Regions from separate parts of the Mus musculus genome. Here all the other regions are linked to region 1. Evidence: chromatin contacts called from public Hi-C and HiChIP or PLAC-seq data. All regions are on one chromosome and are shown on one strand. The core of a region is the stretch at or near the end of the contact, and the rest is flanking DNA. Distances in the headings are between cores, read along the strand shown. Region 1 holds the start of Rora (RAR-related orphan receptor alpha). Region 2 has its middle 84 kb from the start of Gm20745. Region 3 has its middle 110 kb from the start of Gm20745. Region 4 overlaps Rora (RAR-related orphan receptor alpha).

Evidence for each region. A called contact is a pair of places that touch in the nucleus more often than the background predicts. HiChIP or PLAC-seq counts read pairs in DNA pulled down with a chosen protein or histone mark.
Region 2: a Hi-C map of muscle stem cells shows a contact between it and region 1, with 3 times the contacts expected there. The contact joins the enhancer-like site here to the promoter of Rora in region 1. A contact is called at or near these places in 7 of 39 promoter capture datasets (the 3T3-L1 cell line, the C10 cell line, cranial neural crest and 4 more), 1 of 484 Hi-C or Micro-C datasets (muscle stem cells) and 5 of 115 datasets of contacts at active chromatin or transcription factors (craniofacial prominence, embryonic forebrain, embryonic limb bud and 2 more).
Region 3: a contact with region 1 is called in an H3K27ac HiChIP or PLAC-seq map of heart atrium, with 13 times the contacts expected there. The contact joins the enhancer-like site here to the promoter of Rora in region 1. A contact is called at or near these places in 9 of 39 promoter capture datasets (the 3T3-L1 cell line, cranial neural crest, embryonic stem cells and 4 more), 4 of 484 Hi-C or Micro-C datasets (all in uterus) and 8 of 115 datasets of contacts at active chromatin or transcription factors (astrocytes, craniofacial prominence, embryonic forebrain and 4 more).
Region 4: a contact with region 1 is called in an H3K27ac HiChIP or PLAC-seq map of oligodendrocyte precursor cells, with 6 times the contacts expected there. The contact joins the enhancer-like site here to the promoter of Rora in region 1. A contact is called at or near these places in 3 of 39 promoter capture datasets (cranial neural crest, embryonic stem cells and maxillary cranial neural crest), 5 of 484 Hi-C or Micro-C datasets (cerebral cortex, cortical neurons, myocytes and 1 more), 12 of 115 datasets of contacts at active chromatin or transcription factors (craniofacial prominence, embryonic basal ganglia, embryonic forebrain and 8 more) and 3 of 9 other capture datasets (adipose tissue, embryonic stem cells and pancreatic islet).

The regions. Positions count from the first base shown.
Region 1 is chr9:68,651,511-68,655,513 of GRCm38.p6, forward strand. Rora (RAR-related orphan receptor alpha) reads left to right here and starts at 2,276. Exons shown (of 11, transcript NM_013646.2): 1 at 2,276-2,462. The coding sequence starts at 2,297. It overlaps Gm31325 (a long non-coding RNA gene), which reads right to left and starts at 2,281. Exons shown (of 2, transcript XR_379584.1): 1 at 2,215-2,281; 2 at 1,557-1,898.
Region 2 is chr9:68,107,975-68,112,244 of GRCm38.p6, forward strand. No RefSeq gene overlaps it. Among named protein-coding and RNA genes, the nearest start is that of Gm20745, 84 kb to the left of the region's middle. Within about 2 kb of position 2,602, at least 1 of the 459 cell types and tissues checked has an H3K27ac peak or open chromatin away from gene starts, as enhancers often do. A contact at or near this core is called in muscle stem cells, where this site is marked.
Region 3 is chr9:68,129,652-68,133,662 of GRCm38.p6, forward strand. No RefSeq gene overlaps it. Among named protein-coding and RNA genes, the nearest start is that of Gm20745, 110 kb to the left of the region's middle. Within about 2 kb of position 1,885, at least 14 of the 459 cell types and tissues checked have an H3K27ac peak or open chromatin away from gene starts, as enhancers often do. A contact at or near this core is called in heart atrium, neural progenitor cells and uterus, where this site is marked.
Region 4 is chr9:69,312,692-69,317,017 of GRCm38.p6, forward strand. The region is part of intron 2 of Rora (RAR-related orphan receptor alpha); the gene reads left to right. Among named protein-coding and RNA genes, the nearest start is that of Gm46153, 9.3 kb to the left of the region's middle. Within about 2 kb of position 1,915, at least 24 of the 459 cell types and tissues checked have an H3K27ac peak or open chromatin away from gene starts, as enhancers often do. A contact at or near this core is called in oligodendrocyte precursor cells, where this site is marked.

The DNA of each region.
Region 1 (4,003 bases), core at 1,026-3,525:
ACTATAGGTAACTATGAACATGGGGGGGTAGAATCAGCCTTTCTCAGGATGAGCATCTTTAATTAGTTGTTCAATGCAGAGTGGTCAGCTTTGAAGCCATATACACACCACCAATTCAAAACGGACGTAGCAGGTTTGATTTATATTTATTTGTGTTTACACACGTGCATATATATGCAACAAATGTAATCAAAGACCAAGAGCTTTTTTTGGGGGGGGTAGGAGTGGGAATGGGAGGGGGAGTTACTAGGAGGAGCTGGAGTAAAAAAATAAACAGGAGAGTGATGTAACTCTGTTTCAAGTAACAACTTAAAATAAAAATAAAAAAAATAAAACAATATTCTAAGACAACCAGCAGATGTATTTTGAGACTTCTGTCCCAGAGGAAGTTGTCTATTAAGCTGTGTGCTTTGAAGTGTTTGTTTAGACTTAGAGAAGTCAAATGTGATGGTGCAAGAACATCAGCAACAGGCTAACCAATAGAAAGTCCTGAGAGTAGATGCTACTCAGAAAATGAGTCTGGGGAATCCACCCATCTGATTTGAGATAGAGGAGACCATTATAGCACTGTGTACAGGCACCAGCGGATAGTCTATGGCCAGGGATCATTGCAGAGCTCAGATTTAGGTGTTAGAAGCCTTCACATCCCATCCAGATCATCTGGAAGAATGGGCCACAGCTAGGCAGGTGAATACACAGGCCATGGCAAAGATCACTGTGTGCTTGAATCCAATCCACATAACCAATCAACAGCAACTGGCAGGGGGTGTGGGAGGAGCCTTCTTAAACTATTTAACTAGATTTATCCTTTTTTTTTTTTTTAAAAAAAGCATTTTCCAAACCAGAAAATTAGCAAAGTACAATGTCTCCCCATTCTCCCCCCACCGCACACCCCTGAAACACACTTATTTTTGCCACCTTCTGGTAGATAATAATATTTGTGTTGTTAAATTTTTCAGGTTTTCTGGAAGGAAGGTGGGGGTGTAAAAATGAACTGATTTCATTAGCATCTTCAGAAATAAAAGGAAATGGTGGCTTCATTATTGAGACAGAGAAGCCAGCTCTCACATAAGGATATTCACCACCCAGCCTATTAGTGCTGATATTTCCTACTGGAGTTTGGGGTAGAGGTAAGCACTTAATTCTCAGCTTTCCTTAAGTATCAGCTAGTAGATGGGTGTGCTCCAAAGGGAGTTAAGCTCAGAATCATGCCTTATAAAGATAAGACTCGTTAATTATCTGGATTTTTTTTATTATCCAGACGTTATTAATACCTCTCCAGGATGTCTGTCTGCTGTAGATGAGCCTGTGCATTTAATAGCAAAAATACCAGTGGGAATAGGAAACTAGCAGACACACTGGAGTTCAGATGCAGCTAGGCCCCTTTCATGGGTTCAGAAGTCCTTCACCAAACTGACCAAAGTTTTCTTCACAAAATAGTGGCCTGCCAAACAGTTTCTGGATCCTTCATGGAGGAAAAAAAAAAAAAAAAAAAAACACGGCAAAAGAGCTTGAAAGAGACCTCTTCCCATAACACTAGTTACTGGCTAGACATATGCATCCTACAATCACAAAATTTATTTTAGACTCAGTCATATCTAAGACTGGAAACCCCAGACTGTCCCATCCCAAAGTAAAAAGCGCCAAGTTTGTCGTCTGGTCCTCCCACCTTCCTCCTTCCAGAGGGTTGTCAGTCAGCTTCTAATTCCCTTTTAGTTTTCCCCAGCCTCGGACCGAGCTTGCAGAGAGCTGCAGTTACCAGCGAGTGCCCCAACGCGGATAACCGGATTTGTCTCCTCCTCCCAAGCTGGCTGCGGATAGGAGACACCGAGTTACTGCCCCCGAGGGAATCTCAAAAGTAGACAGAGCCACACGTCGCCGACCGATCCTTTCTGTAGCTGGGTTAAAGAGGAGAGGGAGGATCGGGGCGCAGGAGGCACCCCATCTTTCTCCTCCCTCCCTCTTCTCCACCTCCCAAATTTGGCAGCCTTGTGTAGCTCCCGGTCTGGGGTCTGGAGGGTGGAGAGTGTGGGTGCGGGGGCCGGCTGGAGACGCTCTCGCTAGCGCTGCCTGTGGCCAAACCCGCCTCACGTCCCCTCTCGGCCGCACACGCGTCCACCGCCACTCGCGCGCTCGCTCGCGCTCTCGCCTGGCTAGGTCCCTCCTGCTCTCGCCCGTCTCCTTTTCCTTTTTTTTTTTTTTTTTTTTTGGTACCATAGAGTCGCTCTGAAAACAGAAGATAGAGGGAGTCTCGGAGCTCGCCATCTCCGCCGATCTCTACATTGGGAAAAAAAACATGGAGTCAGCTCCGGCAGCCCCCGACCCCGCCGCCAGCGAACCGGGCAGCAGCGGCTCGGAGGCGGCCGCGGGCTCCAGGGAGACCCCGCTGACCCAGGACACGGGCCGCAAGAGCGAGGCACCGGGCGCGGGGCGCAGGCAGAGCTATGCGAGCTCCAGCCGAGGTAGGAGACGCTGCGACCAGGCTCCGGGCAGGGGGGCGGCGGGAGCGGTGCGCCGAGCCCGGAGGGGACCAGGCACCCCGGGGGAGCGCGCGCTCGGGGAGCGGGCGACACGCGGGGTCCCCGGGACCGGTGCACGCGCGCGCGAGCCTATCGTGGTGCCCTGAGCGACCGGCACCCCCGCCCCTCCCCCCGCGGCCCCCCACAAATGTTGCAAACTTTTGCAAGCCAGTGCTGGGCTTGCGGGAGAGGGCAATGGGGGACGGACCCGAGCGTTGACAGCCAGACGACTCCAACCCCACCTCCCCCTTGATTGCATGTTTTATTTTCTGCAAAGAAGAGCTATCCAAATTAAATACGATTCCCCCCACCAAAAAGAAACCGAGATGGGGGAGTGGGGGTAAAGAAACTTTTAAAGCGGTAGTGTCCTTTTAAGAAGGGGGAGGGGGTCTGTTTGTGGCTACTCGCTTTCTCGGTTACCTTTTCTGCTTTTGACAGTTTCCCTCATACCCATCCCCACCACCCCGCGGTAGGAATCGAGAAGTGTTCGAATCCTCCCTCTCCCGGAAAAGCTTGGAGGTTCGGGAGGAGTGAGAGACCTAGAAGTCTCAGGGGGCGGAAGGGGGGCGACGCGGGCAGCTTCTCTTCTGCAGCTCTTGGGGGTAGGCTTGGAGGACAAGGCAGAGAGATCCGGGTCCCAGCGCGCGGGATGTTGTGGAGTTGATTTTCCCCGCCGGGCAAAAGGAAGAAGCGCAACTTTGTAGCCGTGGGTTCGGAGCCCGCAGTCCTAGAGGAGGCTGGCAGGGGGCGTGTGCAGCGCGCGGAGGGAGGGCAATGGTGGAGTGGGGCGCTCCACGCGCGATTGGAGGGAGCGGCTGCGAGGCAAACAAGCCGAGAGAGAAAGCCGAGAAAAGCACCCAAACTTATTTCTGCTCTGGGAATCCTCCGCTCGCCGCGATGCCCAGCGTTTCTGCCGGAACCTGGGGTTGATCGGAGTTGAGTGCTGGTTGGCCAGGGCTAAGGAGGCAGCCCTTCCTGGGCCTTTGGTTCATTTTGTGTTGGTGTCTGGAGTGTGTGAAAGAGAGGACCTGGGGAGACAAGGGTGCTTGCTCCTCTCCGGTCGTTTTCCAAAAGTGGTCTAACCGGGGGAGCGCGGGTGGGGGGAGCTGACTTCTTTCTTAAAGGTGTCAGAAGCTGCTGTGGGATCCCCACCCCCTCCTTCGGGGGTGGGGGATTATTTATTTGAATGCTCCTGGAGTTTGCAAAGAGCAGGAGGAAGCTGCAGCTTTAATTACTGTTGTAAATAATGTATAAATCACGCCTGTCACTCCGGAGGAAGCAGGCTCCTGCGAGCCACCCAGGGGCTTGGGACAGAGTGGATCTCTCCAGCCAGGTTTGGCGGCTATGGGGTCTGTGGGGAGACGAAGGGGGGACCGAGAGCCCCTCCCTTCCTCTTGGATGTGTTAGTTGGAGGTAGGAACATGGCTGATCATGTGCTGGCTGTTTTACAGTATTCTCCCCTCCCGCCCCACCTTAGCCACACC
Region 2 (4,270 bases), core at 1,352-3,851, 540 kb before region 1:
ATGAAAAGGAATCTGATTTCTCATATGGTTTGCCCCTCTCTTTTCTCACCATGAGATCTCAGCATTGCATTAAGGAATACTGTATGCCTAACATGTCTATGTATATCAGAGTTTTATATCCATTATGATTTCAAAAGTGGGCAAACGATACTGAAAGGGGCACGCAGGCTCAGGAGCCACAGTTGACAGTTAGTGGTTCTTATCGCACACTACCAACCAAGTGGACTGGATACCTATTCTCAACCAGTTTGCTAAGTCTTTGTCCTCAAAATAGTATCAGGCACAAGATGAACATGGATGCTTTTAATTTTCCCTTTCTGTCATTAGATTTATTTATTTATGTGTGTGCATATTGGTATGCATGTCAGCATGTAGGTATGGAGGTCAGAGAACAATTCATGAGATTCAGTTCTCTCCCTCCACCATGTGATCCAACTCACACCTTCAAGCTTGGTGGCGGTTTGCTTCACTAACTGACTCACATCTCCAGCCTTCTTGTAGTCTCTAAAATATTTTTTTGAGGGTGACTGGAGAGATGGGTCAGTTGTTAAGAGAAGTGGCCACTCTTGCAAAGCACCCCAGTTCAGTTTCCAGACTCACATCTTCAGGGGTTCTGGTGTCTTCTGGTCTCTTCCAGAACATCATATGGTGCACATACATAGAGGTAGGCACTCATTATGCCTAGTAATGAGGTTGAATACTCATTAGCTAAAAACACAGCTTTAAAAAGAAAATTTAAAACTATTTGGGGGCTTGTTTTCTAAATTCTATACATCAAGAATATATTATTTGTAACAAACATAGAAATAAATAGAATTCCTTAATATTCCTCTCTGCGAAAATTACATATAATTTTTGAGAGCTCAAAATTTGTCTATTTCTCAAGTCCTTTCTCTACATTCACTGAGTTGGTCTTCAGTCCCTGTAATTTACAGGAAACGGCTGGCGTGGGTCAAAGGCTGGCTTCTTAAATGCTCAAATCAAACCCACACTGTGAAGAGAAGAATGTCTAATGTCTCCTAGTGCTGACTGATGAAAACCTACAAAGTGACCACTTGTAGTTTTTTTGTGGAGAATCCACACATTCTGGCTTCCCTGCGCCTGTACAAATCTCCTCTGTCAACAGAAGGTGATTCCAGCATCCACCCGACTTTTGCTGAGCTCTGGGTTCTGCAGTATGTACTCTCCTTAGATAATAATGTTCTCAACCACCCCACCAGGTGGGTTCTGTTATTGTTCTTACGTTACAGGTGACTTTAGAAAGTTCAGGTCATTTAGATGTGGTCACACAGCTAGCAGTGTCCATACAAAGAAGTGGCCCAGGCTGACTCCGTGGTTTGTGCCATTAACCAATGCATAGTGGTAATGTGGCTGCTTTGTTTATGTGTGAGTGAGTACAGTTCTTAGAATTAGAAAGCAGATACACTCTGCTTACACAAACACACACATTCTCCCTCCTCTCTCTCTCTCTCTCTCACACACACACACACACACAGGACTCAATAGAAACTTATTTAACTTGTTTACCTTTAAAAAAAAAACGGTCCAGGTGATAATCTCTACAGTGTAGCGACAACACAAGACCTTTGAAACACAAAGCCTTACAAATGAGACTTACCTCTAAGGACTGTGTGAATCAAACAAGTTAAAATATATAGAGCCCCTGAGTGAAGGCCTGGCACAAACTAAGATCTCAGTAAATATCTACTGTCACTGTATTTTGTTGTAAGGTTTATACTTAGAGCTTTAGGAAGCCTGCAGAAGAGGTATTGATTAGGCCCCATTGGAAGGATGTCACGAGACTCTCTGTCCCAAGTGGGAACACAGAGCCTGCATCCACTATCTTCATTTCCATACCCAACATTTGTTTGTGTCCTGCATCCCAGATTCCCCCCGAATAACCTCATTCCACAGGCCCTGCTCTGCTCTGCGGTTTGGATAAGGAAGAGAAACTAACGGATCTCTTTTTCGTGGATTAAGAGAGTCAGAGCGAGTTTTGGCAGGCGTGGATTCCGTGACTGATTGGAAGTTCTGTCTGTTCATAACATAGCTGAAGGGGAGTTTGTCCAGTGGTTTGAGATTGACAGGCTGGAGGCTAATAGGATTCTCAATGGGCAGTGAAGGCCTGACTGAGAACCACAGACAGCTCATGCTGGACGTGTGGGGAATGAATGAATGGACCTGGTAGGTGCTGGGTTACAGAGAGGAGGGTGAGCCTGCTCCTCTCTGCCCTCTTTGCTCTTTCCCAGTGGACCTCGTCTTTCCAAAGGGTTAAGACAAGTGGCAGCTGTAGGGTAGAAAGTGGAGGCTAAGAGGCTGGCAGAGAGACTCTCCCTCCCTCCTCGGGGATGAGGAAAACCAGCCAGGAAATTCTGGAACTGGTGATGGCCGAACTGTGGAGTGGCCCCTGATAATCTGGGGAGCTGCTAACATTTATAGAAATGGGAATATATTTAAAATTCAAACATATAATTTCGACTATTTCCAGCTTCCCATATGTGTATCACCAAAAGTGAATTTTGAGAACAGTGTTGGGAAAATACCGCCTGGGGAAAGAGAAAAGTTACCGCGGAAGCCTGGTTTCTAGAATAATTTATTTCACAATAAGAGCAGATCCCTTTCCCCAGGGGAATATTTGACACAGTAATTGCGCTGGTGAACAGTCACTGTTTCATTTCATTCTCTCTCTCTCTCTCTCTCTCTCTCTCTCTCTCTCTCAAAACTTTCTTTGTAAAGCGAAGTGTTTGCAAGTCTCCCTGAGAGAGCATCTTAAACAAGAGGCCCAGGTTGGAAGTGTCTTTATGTGAGTATGTGCATCTAAGGGACAGGAATATATAGCCATCCATTCATCCTTGGACCTCAAAGCAACATCTTAGACAAAGAAAAGAGAAAAATCGGAAACCCTCGAGGTTAGAGACAGTGAGATGCATCTTTACAGAGTTAGAGCAGGAGGACACAGCCTGGCACGGATGGAAAACCGTAGCTCATTCGGAGTCACCTAAGACCAAGGAGTGATGATTGATTGGGTCACGGGATTGTGATTTTCTTTAAGAATATGGAACTCAACAATTTGTTGTTAATAATGATGCAGGATTCACACTAATGTGTGCATGTACCGTCAATGTCAGAAACTATGATGTAAGGAGATAAATGCAAATTTATAACTGATAAGTGTCTCGTACATTCGTGGCAAGAGCTGAGGTCGTATGCATGTGAGCGCAGAACACTTGATATGTGACCAACATTTCTGTTTTCCCCCATTTTCATGTGGGCATGTATGTGCGTTTGCATGCGTTGTGTACACATGTGCTCCTGCATGTAGAGGCTCCCAGTTGATGTCAAGAATCACTCCCAGTTACTCTTCTACTCAATTTGCTGAGGCAAGTCTTCACAGTCAAACCCAGAGCTCACTGATGAGGCTCATCTTGCTAGCCAGCTTGGGACCCCATTTCTGACTTCCAAGGTTGGAATTAGGGGCAGAAGGCCATGGCTTCTGGATGTGGATGTGAATCCCAGGGGTCCAAATTCCAGTCTACATGCTTGTGTCACAAGCACTTTAACCAGTGATCAATCTCCCCAGACCCTCAAGTTCTATATTTTATAAGGATCCATTGATATAGGCCTGCAGATAAGTTCAATGTAGATATAATTTGTTTATATTGACTGTGATATTTTATACTAGGTATGCTAACCTAACAAAGTGATTCCATGATGACACCTTCACAAATACAACGATTTTAAAAAGATGAACTTTGTATTTATAATGTATATTTTAAATAATGTTTTTATTTATTCTTTGAGAATTTTATACAATATATTTTGACCATGTTCATTCCCTCCAACTTTCCCCAGATCTTCCCTCCAGTCAACTTTGTGTCCCATTGCTCTTTTTAAAACACACACAAACACACACACACACACACACACACACACACACACTCTCACACAACCAAATCCATGAAGACCAGTTTGTGTTGGCTAAGAACTCTTTAGGGTGGGGGCCACCTTGGAGTGTGGTTGCTACACTGGGTATCATATCTTTGAAAAAAGTTGACTTTCTCTCTCTCAGCTGCAAATACCAAGAGCTCCTCGGTTAGGCCTGGGATTACATGCCCATCCCCTTTCCTCTATGCTGGAACTTTTGTCTGGTTTGAGCTTGTGCGGGTGTTATACATACTGTCATAGTCTCGGGGGGGGGGAGTCATATGTAAATCTCCTCTGTTGTGTCTGGAAAACATTATTTCCTTGAAGTCATCCACTGTTCCCAGCT
Region 3 (4,011 bases), core at 635-3,134, 520 kb before region 1:
CTTGGTAAGACTCAGGAAGTCACTGAAACTTACACGACACAGGAAGTTCCTGGAAACTGCTTGGCAAGGCTGTTCTCCAAGGTTATATAAAGTATAAGAGTTGCATAGGACAAATATATATATATATACTCTTACATGCTAAGAATAACTGTCTTTGTGGAGCTTGGATTAGTATCAGGCTTGGAAGACGAGCATGGGACAGGCTGTATAAGACAATACTCAGCGCTTGGCTGAAGTGCTCACTTCTGGACCAAGGTACTCATTGCTGGGCCAGGGTACTTACTGCTGGGCTGAGGTACTTACTCACTGCTGTGCTGGGGTATTCACTGATGGCAAGGTGGAGAATGGTGAATGGGTCTACAGATACAGAACCTCAAAGATGGAAGCAGGTATTTCAGACCCACCTTACACATGCTAGCGTGCCATTGTGGCCATAAAACACCAAGACCAAGGCAACATATAGAAGGAAGGGTTTATTTGGTTTACAATTACAAAGGAATCAGAGTCTGTCATGGCAGGGAGGCATGGCAGCAGGCAGCAAGCAGGGCACTGGAGCATGAAGCCGAGTGCTCACTCATTGAACTGTAAGCAAGGAGAGGGGGTGATGTGAGGCTTTGAAACCTCAAAGCCTCCCACTCCCAGTGACCTATGCCCTCTAGCAAGACCACACTTCCTAGACTTCAAACATCACCACCAACTGAGGACCAAGAATTCAAATATCTGAACCTATAGGGGAACATTCTCATTCAAAGCACCACAGTGAGGCCTGTGTTTATCTTCAATGGAACTTGAGATTACTAAGGTTCTATTCAGGAATATGGGTTAGGGATACTTCATCTCCAAAGCCTGCCCCAATATGGGTGGCTACTCATAAAAGCAATGCAGGACTTGAAGCCTCCATGCAGCTCTTGTAACCTCAAAGCAGGACTTGCAGACATTGCCTTGCAGGCAGCTCTGCTGATTGGAGAGTCTTTGTCCTATGCAACTCTTATACTTTATATAACCTTGGAGAACAGCCTTGCCAAGAAGGTTCCAGGAACTTCCTGTGTCGTGTAAGTTTCAGTGACTTCCTGAGTCTTACCAAGCCTCCCTCCAGGAAAGAGTTTTAATTGGGAAGAGAGCTATATGGCAACTGCTGTGTGCCTTTTGGCATTCTCTTTTCCATTCTCTCAGAGTAGAGGATTAGTAAGACAGATATAGCACTAACATGGTGACTGATGTACAGTGTGTATGCCACTGAAGGAACTCAGTATCCAAAGCTCCCAGTAACTTCCTTAGAGATCTGTTTTTACTTCCCTTTTATGGAGGTTGAAATGGAAGCATAGAGGTCCTAGGTGCCTTGTCTGAAGTGTCAGATAGAATAGGACTGCAGGGAATGTATTCTGTGCTATGATACCCAGGGCGTCTTTACTATCAGGAAAGGAGAGCCAGTGAGGCAGAGTGGGGCACATTAACTCATAGGAACTCTCCCACTCTTGTTTGCATGTGTGCATGTCATGGCATACATGTGGAGGTCAGAGGTCAACATAGTGGCATTGATTCTTTCCTTCTGTCTTTAGAAGTGTTCCAGGTGTTGAGCCCAGGTCCAGGGTTGCAGAGCAAAATACTACCGGCTCCCTTCTGCCTCCCACTTAGTTGGGGGCTCAAGTCTTAGAAGATGAAAACTGAGCCTGAAATGAAAAGGGAGTCTAGAAATGTTTGTTTACCCACATTCCAGGAATGGTGGAAAACTCTTTGTAACTGCCAGAAGTTGGAGAAGCCAGCTGTTGTCTTTTGGTTTCAGAATGGGGGAAGGGTGGGAGAATGAGCTATTTTGGCTGCACCAGGGGAAGCTGACTGAAGGAGCAAAGATGCTGTGTGTACAAATGGTTCAAATCTGGTGAAAGAAAACATTGTTTGTACCCTGGTGTCCTGGAGAGACTCTGACTGGGGGCACTGGCCCAGGAAGAAGGCTGTAGAAGGAACTTGGCTTTCTTTCAGTCTTTTACTTTTGCTCTGGCCAAGTTAAAATCTTTATTTAAAACTTTTTATTACATTTAAATTTATTTTATTTTGCTTGCGTGTGTATGAGTGTGGGGCCATGTGTGACATAGTGCATGTGTGGAGGTCAGATGGCAGTTGGCAGGAGTCTGTTCTTCTTTTACCATGTGGGTCCTAGGTATAGAATGCTGGTTGGCAGGGTTGCCAGCAGGTATCTGTGTACTGAGCCAGTGATTCAGCCCCACCTCTCTCCAATATTACCCTTTTCCCTTCTGCAGTGAGATGACTTCAGTGTGCTTGGTATCCCCGTAGTTTTATGCTTCTCTAGTCATAGAGCATGTTAGCCAGCCATCGTCATTTAGCAGGAGCACATCACAACCGTCTTAGTGCTCTCTATTTGCTGTGGTCTTCTGTGTTGGCACTGATAGCCCTCACTGGCTCGCTGGGACATCTGTGTTGTACTCTGCCCATCCTATTACCATGCTACAAGGCAGTCACTTCTTGACTGTGCACATTTCTATCTTGAATGTTTCTAGTAATGCTGCAGTAATGATTTTTATTCAACTTTCCTGGAAAATCTTTGTGAAAATTTTCTGGTTTGGGTATCAAAGGTAGTACCAACTTTGGCAACAAAGTTACCACACAAAATAAGTAAGATAATTTAAATTTTTTTTCAATTGCTTGAAACTTTAGATTACAGAAAAAAAAAAACACTTCTTTTTTTCTTTTAAAGTGAAGATGAGATGTGATGACACTGGTGTTCAAAATCATTTTGGTTGTTTTTTTTTTTTTTTTCCTAAAGATTTACTTTATGTTTTATTTATGTGCCTGTGTATCTACTACATCTCTGTATGTGAATATAAGGCAGTACCTGAAGAGGTCAGAAGAGGGGATTAGACATCTGTAGCTGGAGTTACCCGTGGCTGGGAGCTGTCCAAAGTGGTTGTTATCTTTTAAAGGGGAAAGCCAACTGGATGACATCAGAAGAAGCAGGCAAAGAATAGAATTGTTGAACCACAAGATACATGTATTGCTAAGTTCTTCCCTAAAAGTATTTCATCAGTTGTATTTCCCTCAGGATGGTGTGAGGGTTATAACTTTGTATTTGCCCCAAAGTTGGCAGTACTTAATTTATCTGATGTCTTGAGGTTTAAAATTTGTTCTAAACTCATACAGTGGTGGCATTCTCTCCCTTTCTTATAAATTGCTTACGCCCATAATTTGTTTCTTTTCCTATGGTATATTTGTCTTTATATTAATGATATCAGGAATATAGTTTTGGATAGCCTCATTAAAACCCATGTCACTACCAAGTGTCTTCTCTGGTTAGTTGTTTGTTGTGATGTCTATTGTAATCCAAAAGTTTTAACTTAAATATAATTAATTTTAACACATTGTTTTTTATTATAATACTTGCTTTGGGGGCATCTCATTTAAGGTATCATATCACCCCATCTTTCTAAAGATAATTCTTGTATGTTTTATTATGCTATGTCTAAAAACTGTTGCACAGGCTTTTTTATGTGCAGTTCAATTTTTGTTCAGTATGGACTAAGGATGCAGTTATATAGTTTTCTATGCTAACTGTTAACTAGCAATTAGCTTATTTGAAGGTCCTCATCTCACTTAGATGTTATAAAATTTTTCTGGATCAACTTGTGTGCACATGTGTGTATGTCTGTCTCTCTGTGTGTGCATGTACATGCTTGCACATCTGTGTACCACCTACCAACCATCTATCATCTGTCTGTCTGCCTGTCTGTCTGCCTGTCTGTCTGCCTGTCTATCTGTCTACCTGCCTATCTGTCTATCTGTCTGTCTGTCTATCTATCTATCTATCTATCTATCTATCTATCTATCTATCTATCTATCTATCTATCTATAATCTATCTATATATTTATCATCTATTTATTTTGTCTATGATTGTTCATGTCATTTAGAATCCTGAATTTATATGAGTTATATTTTCCATAATTTCTCCTTATTTAGGTATAATTCACCCCCTTTTAAAAAATTGGGCAGATTTACTT
Region 4 (4,326 bases), core at 665-3,164, 660 kb after region 1:
CATATTACACCAGTGTACCACTAGTCATTAGGCTATCCATTTATGTGAGTGTGTATCTGTATGAGTGTGGTACATGTATACTGTATAATATATATAATGTATGTGTACATGGGTGTGCAGATTTATATAGATACTGGGAGTGACAGCAAGCACTCTTAGCTACTGAGCCACCTCTTTAGCCCCCAGGTTTTTTACATTTTCATGGAAAAATTAGATTGTTTTTTATCAAGTAGAAAAGTAGGAGAAAAAAATATATAGCTGAAGGCCCATGTGTGTACAGAGGCATGAATGTAGTCTTTAAGGGCACTACAGTGAACTCGGGACTATGTCAGGGAAGCCAACTGAATCATACCCCTTTATTCTGAGCATCATGAAAGTGCACCACTCCCTGTCGGCTGTGGTCTTCCAATTCCTCCCCCTAGTCCCCCAACACCCAATCAGAACCAAGGAGAGTAAATAACCACCTTCAGATAATACCAATGGGTAAACATGTCCAGAACTGATCATGTAAGGCAGTGTTGGCAGAGCCACTAGCTGGCAAAATAAAGAAAGGGTGAGTAGAAAAAAATATCAGTAGTCCAACACTGGACCATACAGGGCAGAATAGAGACCTGGTAAAATGACTAATAATATGGTAATATGCATTCTTCCTGTCTCATAAGTGGGTCCTGACAACTATCTAGTCCACAGCACTTGTGTGACTTGGGAGAAAAGAAGAGCTCAGAAAGGTTAAGTGGCTGGCTCAGCATCATCACCACTTAGCAGCAGAGTCAATTTTGGAACTTTGGTCTCTTGACTCTCAGTGCAATGGCCCAACTACTGTACCATGACCTTCTAATTGATTGCGTGATGACAGCCCATGTCAGGGGTATAGGGTCAGGTTCACGGAGACCTCTAAAAGAATAGCTGTTGGAGACTCATCACTAAAGCTGTTTGTGGTATTAACCATCTCCAAAGGACCAAAACGAATTAATACAGTTCAGCATAAAATCTGAAGTTACATCTAGAATGGAAGGTCATTTTGTGTGTGCATTGAGCCACCTAACAAGTATTTATTAAGAAATGCCTGTGTCGTGTTTGCGTGACCTGCAGCTCAGGAACAACTGTCTCCTCTGTAAGAGGCCAGGGGGTGCGAGGGGACACCTCTGGGTCTGTCCCCTTCGTGTCTCTTCCCCTCCCTTCTGTGTCTCAGGTACACATCTTCCCTTTCTCTGGGTTGTCATATCCTTTTCATCTGCTCTTTAAATGTCAATCTCTGTTCTCTTCTCCTTTCTTAGCCAGTGTAGGTTTCTCCTGTTTATCTCGCTCTCCCTTGACTGACGCATTCTATTTGCATGTCTTTAGCTGCAGTTAATATCTGCTAAATCAAACCATATTGGGCTTGAATAGCTTCCTTTGAGTTCTGAATAAAAGGATGCTTCAGCCGCCTGGCTCTGCAACTGTAGGTTCTTTGTCAGTCAGGAGGTTTAACTTACTCAAAACCTTCCTTGTCCCCATCCCCGCGTCCCTATATTGTTCATCTTCCCCCTGTTCAAGCCAGCTCACCCTTTGAGCTGTTATTCCTGTAAACTGATCCCTGTTTGGGGGAAATGACTGCTGTTTCATTTACTTACATGGCTTGGTGAATGAGGACACCTATTGTTCTGTTTGTTTGCTGGTGTCTTCTTTTCACTAGACTACCACCCCACGGTCATTAGAAGGACCACGACCACTGCTGTCTTCAGCTTAGCCATAGTGAGCATGAACTAAGCATCGGGTCAGAGGACTTGAACCTAAAATGAACAGCCCTCTGTTATTTTTTTTTTCCTGAGGAGGAGAGCAAGATGAGCAAGTCACTTGCATTGATTGGTTGAGTTCAACCAGTTTCCTATAGCTGATGTCTCCTACCGCAGAGAAATGATTAGATTCTAAGTGCCAGAAGAAAGGTGTGAAAAGACACTAACCACAGAAAATGCCTCTTGTAAAGTATGTCATCCACTATTGATTTTACACCCAGGAAGTGCCAGAGTCTTGAAATTTTTTGTTTGTTTGACGCAAAAGCATCGGAAACGAAATCCACATGAAATATATCAAAACTCCACAGCCAACTTTTACCCTCTTCATCTCTGTCATTCAACAGCTGCCTGTCCTTGCCTCTCAAAGAAGCCATGCTAAGGGTTTGATAGCATAACAGCGATACTTAGATTCAAGATCAACTTCTATTACCAGGAAAGTGAAAGGAATTCATGGGTGAGTGGGCTCTGTGCCTGCCGGCTGCATAAGTGAACTGTGGGGATGCCCTACAACTCCAGCTGATAGATTCCCAGCTCTGTGCCTGTTCTGTCTCCTGCCTCCTGAGAATTAGTGGCAAGTCCTGACTTCCTATGCAGGACATTCTAGAGATAAGGGACTTCCTTTCTGAGAGGCAGTCTCACGCCACACTAGGGAGATGAGTGAGGGGTTGGTGTCCTTGGGGAAGATGTGCATAACTCGTCTTCTTTCTCCCAAGTCTATCAGCCGTAGAAAGCAAAGAAAGCAACCTTCCTGTCAGCAAGCTGAAGACTCTCAAGTAAGAGAGGCCTTTGGGGCTTCTTTCGGTATCACTGTCTGAGGCTACATGGCTGTTCTGCCTCCCATCATAAAGGCCAACACTAATCTCTGGCAAGTCAGAAAAGTACAGGAGGCCAAAGTGACAGTGGGAACCTTGGGTACTATCCTACCCATTTTCCAGCAGAGGAACAGTCCCTACCCGCTTCCCCAGAGCTTACTATCCAGGAAACCATCCTCTCATGCAGGGAGTTCTCGGGGGATCAAGAATGTCCACATATGGAAACATTTTAGATTATCACATCTGGAAAGAGCTCCCAGCAACTAATAAGGAGAGGCCATGGAGAGTGCTACACATCCACAAGGCCCAAGACAACCTTAGAGCAAAGAATTCTCTGGTATAAAATTCCAGCAATGCCAAGCGATAGAAATCCCCACAGAACATGGGCTTTGGCTCAGCTTCATTCATAATGGGTCCTTTGCATGTGACATCAGCATTTTCTACCAGAGTAAGTTCTCTTTTTAAATGTTTGTCTGAATTGGATCTGTTGAGGTAAGTCTTTAATCATGCCCAGGAGACAGAGAAAGGAGGACTCAGAGTTCAAGACCAATCCGGGCCACTTCACAAGATCCTGTCTCAAAATAAAACTAGGCTGAGCCTGTAGCTTTGTTGTAGAGAGCTGGCCTGGCATGTGTGGGGCCCTGGTTCCATCCTCAGTACTGTTAAAACGTACTCATGTTCACGTTCTTTATGCATGCAGGTGTGTTTTTAAGTGCTTGCAAAGGCCATGCGTTAACCTCAGCTGTCATTCTGTAGGTGACAACCACCTTGTGTTTTTCGAAATAGTGTCTCCAATTTGGCTCGGAGTCTATCAAGTTGGCTATGCTAGCTGGCCAGCAAACTGCAAAATTCCTCCTATTTCTTCTTTACTGTTCTTGGAATACAAGCATCAGCTACAATGAATGATTTGTTTGCTTGTTTGTTAGTTTGTTTGTTTGACATGGGTTCTGGATAATCAAACTGAGGTCCTCATACTTGCAAAGCAAATCATTTACTGACTAAGCTCACTTTCTGGCCCCTTGTCTTATTGGCATGAGGGACACAGTAAAAGCATCGCATTATCAACAGAAGGGAGGGGCATATTGCATCCCACGATAGAGTCAAGACTAAACATGAAAGAGGGCATCTTGCTACTAGTGAAAACACAAACACAAATGTTCAGTGCCCCTAGACAGGTGAAGTGGGGATGGAGAAAGGAAGTGCCTGGATCTCTGAACAGCACACATGTTGATGAGAGAGCCCTGGTCCTTAGCTCTGACCCACTGACAACATTTGGAATAACTGGTCTACCACCACAAGCTCTGCTCCCATTTTGTTTTAAGAGAATATGTCAATCTGAACTGGATTGTGATGATTACTAATGACTAGAAACACATTTTGAGATTCACAGACGACTTATGAAGTCTGAGTAGTGCTTAATGGCTGTTTCACTGTGTTATGTCTTTATCGTTATTGGAGATTCTGTGGCTAATCATTGGACAGGTTGCATATATCTGCCCTACAATGTGTGGATCCATACTTGGTGCCTTCTGTTCCAAAACATTGAAGGAAGGTGGTAAATACATTCAAGCCCCTTATCCAGTTCTCAGGGCCCCGCAGAGCTGTTGTCTCCCACCTGGCCAGCTGCCTTCCATCCTCACTGTGAGCCTTTGATCCCTCTCAGCTTCCCTAAAGGCCCAGCTTTGCTGCCTTTGAGTGTACTGTTGTGTCTCTGCTTAGGTCTCTATGTAACGTCCTTC